2 separate regions of the Mus musculus genome follow, and region 2 is linked to region 1. Evidence: chromatin contacts called from public Hi-C data. All regions are on one chromosome and are shown on one strand. Each heading gives the region's core, a stretch centred on a gene start, on an enhancer-like site or on the middle of the called end of the contact. The rest is flanking DNA. Distances are from core to core; before and after follow the strand shown. Region 1 has its middle 44 kb from the start of Gm39683. Region 2 overlaps Gm30568 (a long non-coding RNA gene).

Region 1 (3,136 bases), core at 450-2,949:
GAGATCAGGATGCTGCCTCTAAGGGTCAGTGAGGGGTCACAAGAACCCCAGGGCAACAGCCAGCCCCTATGCTCATTTGTTAACAGCTCAGCTTGTTCTTAAGCTGGATTCTCCCAAACGGTTAAAACCAGACTGTTTCCCTCTTCGCTTTTGTTTTGAAGTGCCTTAAAATAATTATGCTTTTCCCACCAAGTATTTACATTCTCTGTTCCAGGCTGAGTGGTCCCTCTCCCACAGCACACTAGGGCAGCGTGCTACCAGGGTATCCAGTAAATAGTTACCAAACAAAGCCAGGCCTGCTAAGAAATGGAGCTCTCCTTTGTACTCGTCCTTCCAGCTAGACAATGAGCTATGTAATCGCTGTTAAAAACTGTGACCCCTGAGCATCCCTGTAGGACTGACATAAAGCAGCCCCTCACCCCACTGCCAAGGACTTCTTTGCAACATCTTAATTATCCATTTGCTGGTTAGAACATCCATCTATATCAGTAGTTCTCCACCTTCCTAATGACGTAACCCTTTAATACAGTTCCCCATGTGGTAGTGACTCTCAACCATAAAATTATTTCACTGCTACTTCATAACTGTAATTTTGCTCCTGTTATTAACTGTAATATAAATGTCTGATAGGCTGGATATCTGGTGTGTGGGGTATCTGATATGTCACCCTTGTGAAAGGGTTATTCAACCCCCGAAGGGGTCTCAACCCACAAGTTGAGAACTGCTATTCTAAAAAGAAGCCTGCATCTTTTATTCTTAGGAAGCATACACTTAGAATGTCTAATAAAAACTAAGATGTGGAGGCTGGGACGATGGCTCTGTGGGTAAAGTGCTTGATGCACAAGTGTGAGGGCCTGAGTTTGAATCACCAACACCCACTCGAGAGAAAAAAAACGCAGTTGATTGATAATGTGAGTCTGAAACTCCAGCGCTGGGAGCAGACAGAAACAAGCGTATGAAGACACGTGAACCTGATCTCTGACCCCTACACTCACACAGGAGGATGCACATACATTCATGTGAACGAGCACATACACACACACACACACACACACATATGCACGTGCATGTGCACACATACACACACACACAATGTGCTGAATTCTGGCCCTATAGCAGATCTGGGGAATTTGAAGTTAGAGCCTTAACAGTCTTGGGGCCAAGAAGCAGCAAGCCAGGGAGTGGGCGTGGCTGAGCTCCTAGTAAGTGCCCAGTGCCTGAGATTGGCATAGTGAAAAAATAGGGAAAGAACAAGAGAGTTTGAAAGATAGGATAAGGTAGAAAGAATTCAGTAGAGAGCCACACAGTTTAAATAGATGTTTATTTAGCAGAACAAAGCAAGCTCTCCGAACAGAAGTTGGAGTGGGCTATGACACAGGGTGGGACACTGTGTTCTTTGTTGTGGGTTTTAAAGGAACTTTGATAAATTTTAATGAGCTGGATATCATATTCATGGGGTAAAGTGACTTTCTCCCCTTTTAAGTCATGGTAGACTAGATTCACTTGTAGAGAATCCCTTCCCATGATCCCCTAGAAAGGGCCACATAGCCTTAGTGTACATATACGGCAAAATACCCAGAGCAGGGACAAGTGATCTACAGCCTCAAGGCTGTTTAACCACTAAGAGTGTCCTGGCTGTCGGGAGATGCAGCCACCAAGACACAGCTGGGCTTTTCTTGATTAACTCAAATCAAACTCCTTGTTGAGACAACTCAGGGTCCCGTGTGGATCTCATGGTTATCAGGTGAGCAACCTGAGACTGTCCTGAAAGCTGAAAGCCAGGTTTTACAGCAGACTGGTGGGTTGCACAAACAGCAGGACCTGGGCTGTCCTCGGGACTGCCTTCCCAGCTCCACAGCTCAGATCCATCCTCTGCTCAAACTCACCGTGGTGAAGGTGACCAGTTTAACTCAGTATAGTCACTGAGGCTGGCCCTGGATCTAATCTTATTCATCTTAGGCACGGTATTTCCATTATTCCTTCCAATGGCGTTCTGAAGGTATTCTTTCCTCTTGTAATTCAAGAATTGTTACTCGGGGCTGGAGAGATGGCTTAACGGTCAAGAGTGCTGACTGTTCTTCTAGAGGTCCTGAGTTCAATTCCAAGCAACCACATGGTGGCTCACAACCATCTGTAATGGGATCTGATGCCCTCTTCTGGAGTGTCTGAAGACAGCTACAGTGTACTTACATATAATAAATAAGTCTTTAAAAAACAAAATGAATTGTTACTCTAAGGCTCAGAGAGGTTTAGGAATTCACCAATAGCCACCCAGCAGACAGGCAGAGCTAGGATTCGAACCCTAGTTTCTCAGATTCAGAGATCAGCGCCTTTCTCAGTTGTTACTTGTGTGCAACCCATGCCCGGTGCCACAAGGCCTGGGCAGGCAGAGCAAGCCAGAGTCATCACTTGAGTTTTAGTGCCCAGAGCTAGTAGCTCAGAAGTTCTTATGATAAATTACATAACACAAGAGACAACCCAGATGCTTCCTGTGCTGGGTACTTGTTAAGGATGCTTTCTCACTGAAAGACTATGTGTGTGCTGTCAACATGTCTGAGTACGTCTGTTTTTCTGTCTCTGCTGGGGTACTGCCTCTCTGTGGGCCTCCAACCATGCTGCATCTGCTCCCTGGCATTTGACAAGTTCACTGCCAACACAAAGCCCAGCGTGCACAGCACAAACATTCCCAGACTGCCTGAGTGTGCTGCCGCCCATGCTAGACAAAGACGTTCCAAGCATTCAGGTCCAGTGCTGTGGCCTCAAGAGTCCAGGGAAGCTGAAAGGAAGAGGGGAGATTTGAAGCTGGTGGTCAGGGCTTAGAACCACAGGAGAACTGTCTGCAGGAAGTAGAAGGGGGTAGTTGAAGCTTGGAAGAGTTTATACTGATGTGCCAGGGCGTGAATGTTAGCATTCTGTCTAAACTCCTCCCCACAGTTACCTGGCAACAGCTAGGTATGCTCCTCCCTACAGTTACCTGGCAACAGCCAGGGTGACCTGACCTACTCTAAAAGGGGCTGCTTGCCCCCTCCTCCCTCTCTTCATCTCTTGCCTCTGACTCTTGCTTCCCTCTTGCTTCTCTCTTGACCTCTTGGGCTCTTTTATTCCCCTTCCCTTCCCCCTCTCTTCCCGCAGCCAT
Region 2 (3,136 bases), core at 207-2,706, 290 kb before region 1:
GTGACTTCATACAAACTTTCTGTGCCTCAGTTTCCTCACCTGTAGAATGGGGACAATAATACTTAGCTCATAGAAATGCTTTGAAATTTAAAGACTTAAAAACTGTGCAAAGGGTTTTGAATTTTATTCGGCTAACAGTGGGTGTCAGCTTGTTCTACTCAAAACACTCAGGACAATCTATCCCACCCGTCCTTTGATTCTTCTTCCCTTATTTACACACCCAAATTCACCAGCAATTTCCATTCTTCCGATTCGAACCTCACCTGACTCTACGACTTTCGCGCGCGCGCGCGCGCGCGTGTGTGTGTGTGTGTGTGTGTGTGTATGTGTGCGCGCGCGCGCACGCGCACGCGTTGTATGTGTTCATTTGTTTGCACGTGTATGCATGAGCACGTGAGAGGTCAGAGGTTGGGGGAAGAGCTTGGATCACTGGGGTGTACTCTTAAGGAGACCCAAGGTCCCCAGCTTTTGCCATGAGATGCCATGCTGCTTTACCACGGCCTCAGGACGCAGCCCCACCTCTGAGGGCCCAAACCTCTGAAACAGCAGAATGAGTCTTCCCGAGGCTCCCACCCACTGCAGAACTGGATACCAGGTGGAGTGGCGATCTAGGCCGGCTCTCCTCGCTGAGTGCCACTCTGGCCGCCAGGTGGCGCTGCAGCACACTGGGGTGTTGCAGAGATGCACTTGTGGCTGCCTGAGTTCCGGTGCCAGCTGGCAGCATCCTCCGCCTAGGAGAGGATTCCCTTCTTTTCACTGTTCCCGTAGGTAGGCAAAGTTAGCAACGTAGAATAACCCTTCTCTTCTTGAAGGCTGAAAAAGAAAAGCCAGGAGCCCTTGGCATGGCCACCCTTGCAGGAGGCAGGTGTGGATGAGTCGCTTCCACTCAATGGGCATCCAGGACTAGAGTAAAGGGCAAGGACGGCTTGGAGACTAATCGCTGCCTGTGTGTAATGTTTAACCCAGAGCCGCAAGCTTCCATGTAGTAATAGTAATAGTCCTGAAGACGTCCAACTCTACCCTGGGCTGCCAGTGAACTGGCCTAGGACATGGGAAGTAGTGAGAATTTGAAGTCCATTGACATAAGTGTCACTAGCTGTACTATTGGCATTACCGCCACTGCCGTTTCTTTTCCCTGGAGGCAAGGGGAAGGCGTTTCAGGAATAACATTGGTTTATTCCTAGCATAAGAACCAGAGGAATGATAGTGCTGTGTGTTCTGGGCCACTTTTTTTTTGGTTTTTCTAGACAGGATTTCTCTGTATAGTCCTGGCTGATCCTGGAACTCACTCTGTAGACCAGGCTGGCCTCGAACTCAGAAATCCACCTGCCTCTGCCTCCTGAGTGCTGGGATTAAAGGCGTGCGCCACCACGCCCGGCTCTGGGCCACTATTCTAATGTGTTGTGTCCTGAAGTATGCCCTGGGAGAATGCCAGGATCAAGGCATGCATGCAGTTCCGATATCGCCCACGAGGTGGCGCAGGCCCCTGCGCTCTGTCCTGGGATTACAGAATTGATTTTAGCTAGGCTGGGCCAGTGAGTTAAATCGAGCACTAGACAGGCGTTTGGGGTCGTAGGCAAGTGAAGAGCTGTCTCCGCCCCCCCCCCCCCCCTTGGATTTGAGTCTCACAGAACAGTCACGGAGACCATTAGTTTTCCCAGGCCTCAGATGGACCAGAAGTGGGTTCAGGAGGGTGATGGGGTGAGATGACACAGTGGATCTGTAGTCAAAGCTAGACCTTAGGGTCAACTTTTGCTTTGATCTCTTGGCTGTATACCGCTTACTTCCAGAGCACCATCTCTGGGTTCTGACGCTTCTGGATCCATTTATAGCCTTTTTGTCCCCTTCCTGAGCCCTGGCAGTTTCCCCTCCTCCCCCTCCTCCCCCTCCTCCCCTTCCTCCTCCTCCTCCTCGCCCTCTTCCCCCTCCTCCCCTGCTTGGCCTCTCTGGTCAAGTGAGTGAGCCCGTCAGAAAACAGTATCCTTATTAGTGTTGAGACCTCCAACACCAGACAAATCCTGCTGTAAGGAAATCCCCGCTCCCTCCCATTCTCAGAACCTGTGTCCTGGGACTTCAATTCTTTTTCTTAAGCGCAGTTTTGCTCTGAGCCAGAGGTGTCTCCTCCAGTTCTCTGAGCCTCAGAAATCCCAGACCTCAGGGCTGTCAATCACTATTTCTTTATTCAGCATACCTTTTGAGGAATCAGAATAGATTCCTCCACCCCAACCCCGTTGGGTAGCGGTGATGGAAGCTAGGGTCTTCTACATGCTGGATAAGCTACAGTCAGCTACAGCCTCAGGCCTTGACTAATAAAGATTGATTTATTTAATGTATGTGAGTACACTGTCACTGTCTTTAGACAACCAGATGAGGGCTTTGGATCCCAATATAGATGGCTGTGAGCCACCATGTGGTTGCTGGGAATTGAACTCAGGACCTCTGAGAAAGTAGCCACTGCTCTTAACCACTGAGCCATCCCTCCAGCCTGCGATTTTTTTTTTTTTTAATTAGAAAATGCCTCAATATCTTTATCTATGGGTAAAAGTTTACAGTCACTTGTCTGGGTACTTTTCTCTCGCAGCGTGCTCTTCCTTATAGAATAGAAGGTTGGCTGATGAGCCAAGACTTCCAGTCTGGGGGTTTTATTTTTTGCATGATGAAAGCAATGTGGTATCATGGCCCTGCTAGCACAAGGAGTGATCTCTGGGGAAATGAGTCACCAGCACCTCCCTCCGGGTGGCTGTCCTCCCCCACCCTGGGGACGGGATGCACTGTACAGGAGGGAATCTTTGCAAGGCATTAACAATCTGGAGACAGAATGCAGCAACCAGGCCAGCCTGGCCTGTTGTTTTCACGCTTTGAGGGAGAAGTGAGAAATGCAAACCGGTCTCTTCACCTTCCCCGCAAATACAGGGCAGCCTTGCGCTAAGTCTCCTCTGATTTCATCTCCCTGGACACAAGCTGCCCAGTCGCACAGAGTCAAATCCAAACAAAAGATGACCGTCCATGCAGCTCCTCGAGGACCGGGGTTCTCTGAGTACATCGAAAGCAAGGGGGTGGGGGTGGGAGGTGGAGGGGAGGGGGTTGGGGGTGGGGAGGGGCCACGCCCAAGTTCTCACTGTGTCTAGAGACCCCT

What was found. Hi-C and Micro-C count contacts between places; a contact is called where the count stands out from the background.
Region 2: a Hi-C map of the G1E-ER4 cell line shows a contact between it and region 1, with 6 times the contacts expected there. The contact joins two enhancer-like sites. A contact is called at or near these places in 3 of 15 datasets of contacts at CTCF or cohesin (embryonic stem cells and large pre-B cells), 6 of 484 Hi-C or Micro-C datasets (the G1E-ER4 cell line, the N1E-115 cell line, bone marrow-derived macrophages and 2 more) and 14 of 115 datasets of contacts at active chromatin or transcription factors (differentiating embryonic stem cells, embryonic basal ganglia, embryonic midbrain and 5 more).

What each region holds. Positions count from the first base shown.
Region 1 is chr1:156,787,209-156,790,344 of GRCm38.p6, reverse strand. No RefSeq gene overlaps it. Among named protein-coding and RNA genes, the nearest start is that of Gm39683, 44 kb to the right of the region's middle. Within about 2 kb of position 1,699, at least 17 of the 459 cell types and tissues checked have an H3K27ac peak or open chromatin away from gene starts, as enhancers often do. A contact at or near this core is called in the G1E-ER4 cell line, where this site is marked.
Region 2 is chr1:157,074,786-157,077,921 of GRCm38.p6, reverse strand. The region is part of intron 1 of Gm30568 (a long non-coding RNA gene); the gene reads left to right. Among named protein-coding and RNA genes, the nearest start is that of Gm30568, 5.3 kb to the left of the region's middle. Within about 2 kb of position 1,456, at least 55 of the 459 cell types and tissues checked have an H3K27ac peak or open chromatin away from gene starts, as enhancers often do. A contact at or near this core is called in the G1E-ER4 cell line, where this site is marked.